Linked DNA regions of Zea mays: regions 1 and 2 are each linked to region 3. A link is a contact called in public Hi-C data. All regions are on one chromosome and are shown on one strand. Each heading gives the region's core, a stretch centred on a gene start, on an enhancer-like site or on the middle of the called end of the contact. The rest is flanking DNA. Distances are from core to core; before and after follow the strand shown. Region 1 holds the start of LOC100273569. Region 2 holds the start of LOC100279401. Region 3 holds the start of LOC100381797.

Region 1 (2,700 bases), core at 53-2,552, 430 kb after region 3:
ACATACTGTGCGATTATGCGTATCTTAGAGCACCTTTATTATGTTCTTTGCACCAATATACTTTGTTTTTTTTCCTTATCCGGTCTTTGAAAAAAGGTGATCCATCTTGGAGCATTACATCTATGCTTTCTTGATCTTTGCAGAGGTTGGTTGTTTATCATATCACCTTTGTTACATAGGCTATGTACCCGAACTTAAAGTTAGTACAACTAAGTAGCTAACTACGGCCATAGAAGGAACTATTATCATGCATGGTAATTGTGAGAATTCCATCACCGGGTGTTTTATTATTTTCATGTGATTTCAGGTTATGGACAACTATGGTAAGGGTAGATCTTCAGTCATGAAAACTACCAGGCTGTTGCTTGATAAAGATGGCTGGAGGGGCTTTTATAGAGGTTTTGGACCAAGTTTTCTTAACATGTCTGTTTCTCGTCTAACAAAATAATAATAAGATGGGAGTCTGATATAAAACTAGGATGTGAAAAATTTATATCTATAATAATGTATGCTATTCGTTTTTTGTGCAGTTATTGTACATTACCATTTTATCGAATTTGTGTGTCATTGCAACAGACAGTCATTGTACTATATTTTATTTAGGTATGTAACTAACAAAAGTATAGAATAACAATAATTGTTTTACATATCAATGTATTTTATCATAGTGCTTCTACGTCTCATTGCATCTTACCAGTACATGTTGACTCCGTAGCAATGCATGGGCATACACCTAGTATACCTAGAAAAACCAAGACCACCTTACAATTTGAAAAGTGGGAGCAATTCCTAGAAGTGCGAAAAGGGGGAGTAGTTTCTAAAAGGCATCGGGATGAAAAGCTAACAAAGTTAGAATTGTTCTACCGTAATAGTTAATCAAACAGATTCATAACTACATGGGAGATCAAACGAAGATGAACTTTACATAAAAAATATAAAAAATGTATGGCTCATTAAGATTTATAACTTGCAGTTGTCATTTTTTATCAAATTATTTATTATCTTTTATGAAGTACTCAAATTTTAAAATATAAAGTTTAGAGCTTTTGAACGACCTCAAATGTTATGTAATTATGTTATCGCGTTGAAATAAATGTTTGTGCAACCAAAATTGTTTCTTTTTAATAAAAGACAAAATTATCCGAACTGAAACCTTCGGGTGCTGACCCAAAGGAAACGGAGAGTAACATCGGCCCGGGTTCAATTCCCAGGTCAACCGGCGCAGGCGTCGTCGTGGACCCATCGGACCGGCGTCGAAGTCCATTATCTCCGGCCTCCGCAGACGGCAGAACTGAACCGAACCGCACCGTCGAATTCCCCGTCCGACCCCACTGGTCCCGGCCTCTGCAGGGTGGCCCACCCATGACCCATCCCGCGACCGCGACCCGACCGCTCCCACCTTCCCCGCCTCGTCGTCCCCCTGCATAACCACCACCCCACCAGGCCACCATTCCTTCCTCCCCTGGTCGCCCCCGCCTCCATGGCCCTCGCGTGCGCGCCCATACCGCTCCCGAGTCCCTAGGACGCGGCACGCACCCTTCTCGCGGGCGCGGGCGCGGGCGCGGGGCGCGGGAGCAGGCATGGCGTCGCAGGTCGCTGGGTCAACCCCGGCGGTGGCGGCGCTTGGGTTCCTTCTCCCGACCTTCTGGGAGATCGAGGTCACGTGCGCCGCCGCGATGATCCTCGTGGCGCTTTACGTTGCCTACGAGCTCCTCAACCCGCGCTCCTCGCAGGCGGCAGCGGCGGGCGACGCCGACGAGCTCCTCGTGCGGGGGCTGGACGGCGCCGACAAGGTAACGTCTTGGGTTTCGGAGAATTTGGGTCATATGGTGCTGGTCATCACGGATGCTGATGCCTTGATCTCCCGTTTGATGGATGCGCTTGGATTGGATTGGGGCAGTTCAAGGGGGGTGTGAGCGGCCCCTCTGCCTATGTAGTGAAGGTGATCAGTGATCAGATTTTGGCCTCTATTCTTTTTTCCACGTCTTGCTGCCGGCAGTTGTTCTGGATGGTTTATGACTTTGATTGGATGTGTCTGTTCAGCTCGAATTGTTGGCTGCAAAAAATTTGATGGCGGCGAACTTAAATGGGACATCTGACCCATATGCATTGATCACTTGTGGTGCAGAGAAGCGTTTCAGGTAACCATATTGATTCAATACTTTGAACCCATTATCTGGATGATTTCAGTTATTTTATTAACTGTATATAGCTTTTGAAGGAGTTCCGTTTCCAGCTTATTTATCAATCTGAGAATTTTTGGACACTGTCATTTGCTTAGCCGCCATGTTCAATCTTCCCTTTGAGGAGACATACACCCAGAGAGCAAGTTGGTTGTGTTTAGGGCGAAACTATTAACTGGATGGGGTGTTCTTTTTTATTGCACTGAAGTCAGATCCTTTGCAAAGTGTTCCAAATTATAAGGCATTTTCACTTTTGTTGATACATTGTTTTTAATATGTATCTAGGCATAGTGTATATCTAAGTGCGTAAAAATGTTACGTATCTAGAAAAAACCAAATATCTTATAATTTGAATGGAGGGGGTACTTGATAGTGTAACAACAACAACAAAGTCTTATAGTCTCAAGCAAGTTAGGGTAGACTAGAGTCGAAACCCTACAGAAGCCACAAATCAAGGTTCAGGCACGTGGATAGCTGTTTTTTATTTGCTCATATTCAAGGCTAGAGTACTTGATAA
Region 2 (2,844 bases), core at 80-2,579, 270 kb after region 3:
ATCCCACACCGTCGGTCGCCCAGAGCTCGCGCGCACCTTGTCCCAGTGCAACGGCTTCAGCTTCGGCAGAGCAGCCGCGTCGGCGTCCGCTTGTTTCTCTGACGGGGCGCGCTCTGGAGACTCTTCCGGGTGAACTGCGTTCGCCGAGGCCCTGATCACCGTGGTCGTTGGGCGCTCAGAGTGCCGCCGGGGCAACCAGCCGCTGCCGTTGCCGGCTCGCGGCAGAGGCGGCGGCGCCGGAGGAGCTGCTGCTGCTGTGGCGCCGCCCTTGCCTTTCACCGGCGGCATTGGAGGCGGCGGTGGTGGAGGAGGCGGCGGCGGAGGAGGACCCTCAGATGCTCGCTTACCTCCTGTTCCGGCGTCAAGAACGAATTTTGAGCACGACGGCGTCGGCAAGTTCATCCGCGTCTGCTGGAACTGCCGTGGCAAAGGCGGCATCGGCCTGAGCTCCGGCGAGCTGGTGCTGGAGACGGTGGCCGTCGAGCCCCGCCCACGCTGGTCGCCACCATCGTAGACCACGGGGTTGGCCTGTGCAAGCGAGGAGGGCTTTGTGTGTACTGCAGGTTCCGCCTTGGGAGGGTGACGACGTTGGCGGCGGGCGAGGATGTAGACGAGCGCGGCGGTGAGCACGGCCGCAGCAACGGCGACGACCAGGACGAGGACGGTGAGGAGGCGGTGGGAGGAGAGGAAGGACCGGAGCGGCGCGGCGCGGGAGACGGGCAGCGCGGCCAAGGACGAAATGTTGGCCGGCGCCGTGGGGTGCGGCGACGAGGAGGACGATGACGCGTCAGCCGCACCGGTGTCCGCCGGGGCGGAGGCCGAGCCAACCTCCGGCGTCGGTGGCGCCGCGGCGCCTGGCAAGAACGGGAAAAACGGCGCGGGCGGTGGCGGCGGCAGCGCGGGCGTGCTCTCCAGAGGGAACAGCGGCTCGTGCAGCGACCTTCTGCCCCGGTAATGGCGGTGGTGGTCGGCTGAGTACGTGGCGGGGAGGAGGAGGAGGAGGTGCACGAGGAGCACCTGCGCAAGCATTGCGGCTGCCGAGCCCGGGAACGGCAACGATGTCCCCAGAGTCCCAGACCGCACGAGGTAGCTGAGGACTACAGAGACAAAAGTGAGCAAGCTTGCGAGGTGGAGAGGGGAAAGGAGTGTTGAACGCGCTTGTGAACGCTGAAGCGATTGAACTGGACAGGTCACAGACTCACAGCTGTGACTGCGGCTGCAGGGAAAGGAGGAGAGAGGCGGGGCATGCCTGCCATGGAGGGGTGTACTGTACGGCTGCTTTGGATTCTTGCCTCTCCTTTTTTCCCCTGTGACATGGAAGGAAGAAATGATGGGCTGCGCACTGCACTGCAATGGCTTTGGCCTGTCTTGGTTCGGCGCTCCTCGACTGACCTCCCTCGGCCCCTCGTCTTTCGAGCTGGCTCCCATGGAGGTCGAGGCCTCGATGGTGGCCAACCAGTGGCGGACGCATAACGAAAATTTATGGGAGACCAAAAAACCACATGACAAATCAAGCAACGGATTTTAAAACTAGTGTTGCATTGAATTCAAGTTTTATATCAATACATGATATAAATTCAAAAAAAAATAAATAAACAAAAGAAGTAAACATACTGTTAAGTTCTTACTGGCCTAATAAAAAAATGGGTGTACCTTGTCGAATATTGATCTTTTCGATGGGCAAGTGTGCCGAGAAAGGGGTGGGTCAAGGAACATCTCTAGTTGAGAGATAGGGCTCGTTGGTTCGACAAGCTCGCTGACCTCCAAGGACGGGTCACATCATCGCGACGAACGAGATCAGACATGTTGAGCTAGCTAGCATCATGAGGATGACGAGCGAGGCAGGGGCACCGGCAAGGGTTGGGGTTGTGCAGTGTCGCGACATAAGGAATGAGACATCGAAGCGGATTGCATCAGGCGGTGTCGATAAGAATGGGACTGGGCCATAGTCAAAATGTTTCTGGATCGATTGGATTGAGGAGAGGGGTCATGGGTTGTTGGTCGACACTTTAAAAAGGGAATTATACATCTATGGGACGAGAATATTATGAATTTGATATGTTGAGTCTAATGGGCCGATGATCTCAGGTTGATTCTATGGGTCAAGGATCGTGTTCTAAAATTTCAATAACAACCTAACACCAGTCTAATATCATCTCATTATAAAATTGAAACTTTAGGCCATCTCTATCAGATTCCCTATCTTATCCTCTATTTTAAGCCCTACTTTACAAACAGTATCATCTACAGTTATGTAAACAGAAAACTTCAACGGACCTAAATTTTTAATTTTTCTCTATACTAACACTAAATGAATAGTAGATATATAAGAGAGAAAATTGAGGGGTAGACATGGCCCACTTTGCCCCCCCCCCCCCCCCTCTCGGTCCACCCCTGTGGATAAGGTCTTGTTTGATTGTACTTGCTGAATGGTAACCACCTCTAGTATATATTTAATTATCTCTATATCACTGTATCGATATACGTATATATAGAGATATCACCTTATATTATCATTAATTGTCAAAACATCACTAGGGGGTCTAGATGATTCACACACGCGTCGATCACGTCGGGTTGCGCCGGCTGCGAGCCACGGAGGCCGCACCACGAGGGGGGGGGAGACGCGGGCAGGCCGATTCCGCCAAGGAAGAGGGAGAAGGAGGAGGGGAAGGCTCACCTCAGCGGTCACGCGGGCGTACGGCGAGGCAGCAGGGCATCAGACACTTGGCGGTGAGGACGAGGGCGTGGGGGAGAGAGAGTAGCGCAACTGGCGTCCAAGGGAGAAAAACGGCAAGGTAGAGGGATGTGGGCGTGGGACGGGGTGGTTGGAGAAGAACCCGG
Region 3 (2,700 bases), core at 116-2,615:
GCTATCTGAGCAAAAGGAAATCAGGGACTCAGTGTTACTGTTTTCACACTACATGTTCCTAGGGGGAAAATGTGGGGAACAGATCCTTCATGATCATAGAGATTTGCATAAGTCAATGAGATAAAAGTCAATTTTTATAAACATGCGAACTGCAGGAACAATGACCAATACAAAAGATCACATAGAACTGCCGGTACAAAACAAATGAATCCGTATATTAAAGAATTCCGATTCACACTACCTAATCCTCAACTAATTAATGACGAGGAATGAAAACTCACCCAAATGGCCCTGCTTTGCCGCAATATGGAATGCGTCGAAGCTGTTACTGGCCTTGAGTCCAGCTGACTGCACATCAGAAGCCTTCAAAATCTCACACACAACTTCGACATGGCCCTTCTCAGCAGACACATACAAAGCAGTCTCACCGTCCTGATTCTGGCGGGCAGCTAACTCCACCAGCAGCTCTGGATCACACTCCGCAAGGATCCTCTGGACATGTGCAACACTGCCAGCCCTCGCCGCAAGGTGGAGTGCGGTGTCACCCCGCTTCCCCGGGCTGTCCTTGTTCCTTTTGAAGCTCTGCTGCTTCTCCATGGACAAGAACTTGAAGCTTCTCTGCTTCTCTATCCCCCGGAAGCTCTTCAATTTCTCTAGGGCACCATGCCGGGTGCTGGATTGCTTCTCCATGCCCAAGACCAAATGGCTCTTGTTCACCTGATGGTATTGTGCTTGTGCCGAATCCTGAAATTGAGAGGCTTTAATCCAAGATGGGCGTACTTCCGAAAAACCGGCCCCAGTTGATGGAAAAAAAATATCAGCTAATAAGAATGTCTTTACAGAATCTAACAAGCCCTTCTGTATCTCTTGTATCCTCACCAACTGCTGCCGCTTTAGCTTTGCTTTGCTCCGCAAGAACACTACTTTGGCTGCTTCACACACAGACTAGGGTTCGTTCCCAAATTTGTCCATACAAACAGGGAGAAGAAATCTGGCAGATTTTTAGAACCGAGATGTCACCTCAAACTGCAAAAAGAATCAAACAAATTAGCATGCACATAAATTTCAAGGAGAACTAAAAAAAACGTCTCATCCCCTAACAAGTAGGTAAGATAGTTCCTCACCACGAGAAAACAAGCAACAAATTTTGAGGCCAAATCAAGAACACGCAGGGAGCAAGAGGGCGAGTGAAGCGCAAGGATCAGTAGTACTTGTCTTAGAGCTCCAAAAATCCCATCATTCTAGCATCAGCGAAGGGTGGAAAGGGCAAGGTGGGAGGCTGGGAGGGAGCTAGTGGGTATCTTGGAAGTTGGGCGCCTCCAAAGTTTTTCCACCGGCGGTCCCTCTCCCCGACCTGGAAGCTCACTTATTATTAGGTTCGTTCGAGTGATCCACCTCCCCTGCTTATCAACGAGGACGACGACTGCTGAAGGATGTGTGAGCAGAGCACGCGGGTGGTCTCCGGCTCCTGATTTTTCTATTTTTCACCCGTGGGGGAATAATTGTGTGACTTTGCTGCCTTCTTTCTTGCGTTAAAGAAAGATAAAACTTTTTCCCGGCCATATAGTAACCGTTTCCTCCACGTATACCGTGCTGTTAAGCGTCACACCACGTAGCGTGTATATGCTCCTGAAACGCGACAAATAAAAAAACGGACGGAGTAACTACCCCGTTCGACAATTTTTTTTGTCTCCTGGTCCGTATTTAGTACTAACTGTTCTCAAATATTTATCTCCCGCAAGTTTATATTTAAACTAAAACATAATAAATAAAAAAGAACGGACGTAATAACTTATAAGAAATAGGGTGTCGTTTGGTTCACATATTAATACGTGATGGATAACCTATAACGTTAAATCATGTTTGTTTAAGTCTAACCGTAATCGATATCATATTATAAATGAATATTGTCTTATTCAAATTTATTACCGCCGGTATTTGAGTGTAAATTATTACCATTTATGTTACATTTTCGTGAACCAAACGGCACCTATGATGATGATGCATCGTCGACCGATGCTAATCCAATACGTGCATTATGTGGTAGAATCTATATAAGAGCTAACTGTATCTGTAAGATATGATTCTAAGCAAATAGATCCAATCTATGAATTTGGTGCCTCATATATTTATAGCAAAGTTAACAGGTGACATATCGATCATGTGAACCTGCACGTTGGAGCATATTTGTCTATGCTTGTCAATATCACTAATGTTTGGACGGAGTGACCTAAAATATTGTTATTTTGTAGTCGCGATGGATTTTATTTATTTGTTTATTTATTTATTTATAGAATTATATCCGTCTGGTGGTGACATAACATGCATGAGGAACCAGTCGCTCATGCAAGTGGTTTTCCCCCCCTTTTTGTCTTTTGAGGAGGAGAGATGAAGACGGCTGGCGGGCCCGTATGGCTCTCAGCGTCACTGGTGTGAGCAAGCAAAAGCAAAAGAACCCCACACGTTAAATTTCTGACGCCGATGTTTGGGCTTTGGCCCCGGCATATGGAGGGCCCACGCATATGGGGAGCTACCACTGCCACTACCCGCAGCACGACTAACTGTAGACCGCACGGCCGCACCCAGTCCAAGTCCGTTTGGTACTCTGGTGGTGGTCTGGTCCCAGTCCCACTGGATGCATGAGCAAGTGCAGCAGGAGATCGGCAGGCAACGATGGTGGTGCACACTGCTTTGGCTTTG

The links. A called contact is a pair of places that touch in the nucleus more often than the background predicts.
Region 1: a Hi-C map of bundle sheath shows a contact between it and region 3, with 4 times the contacts expected there. The contact joins the promoter of LOC100273569 here to the promoter of LOC100381797 in region 3. A contact is called at or near these places in 10 of 25 Hi-C or Micro-C datasets (bundle sheath, ear, endosperm and 4 more).
Region 2: a contact with region 3 is called in a Hi-C map of tassel, with 2.6 times the contacts expected there. The contact joins the promoter of LOC100279401 here to the promoter of LOC100381797 in region 3. A contact is called at or near these places in 2 of 25 Hi-C or Micro-C datasets (ear and tassel).

What each region holds. Positions count from the first base shown.
Region 1 is chr7:146,356,255-146,358,954 of Zm-B73-REFERENCE-NAM-5.0, forward strand. LOC100273569 reads left to right here and starts at 1,303. Exons shown (of 18, transcript NM_001147987.1): 1 at 1,303-1,793; 2 at 1,901-1,942; 3 at 2,044-2,141. The coding sequence starts at 1,581.
Region 2 is chr7:146,194,889-146,197,732 of Zm-B73-REFERENCE-NAM-5.0, forward strand. It overlaps LOC100279401, which reads right to left and starts at 1,330. Exons shown (of 4, transcript NM_001152413.2): 1 at 1-1,330. The coding sequence starts at 1,029.
Region 3 is chr7:145,929,531-145,932,230 of Zm-B73-REFERENCE-NAM-5.0, forward strand. LOC100381797 reads right to left here and starts at 1,366. Exons shown (of 5, transcript NM_001361315.1): 1 at 1,125-1,366; 2 at 880-1,026; 3 at 282-758. The coding sequence starts at 690.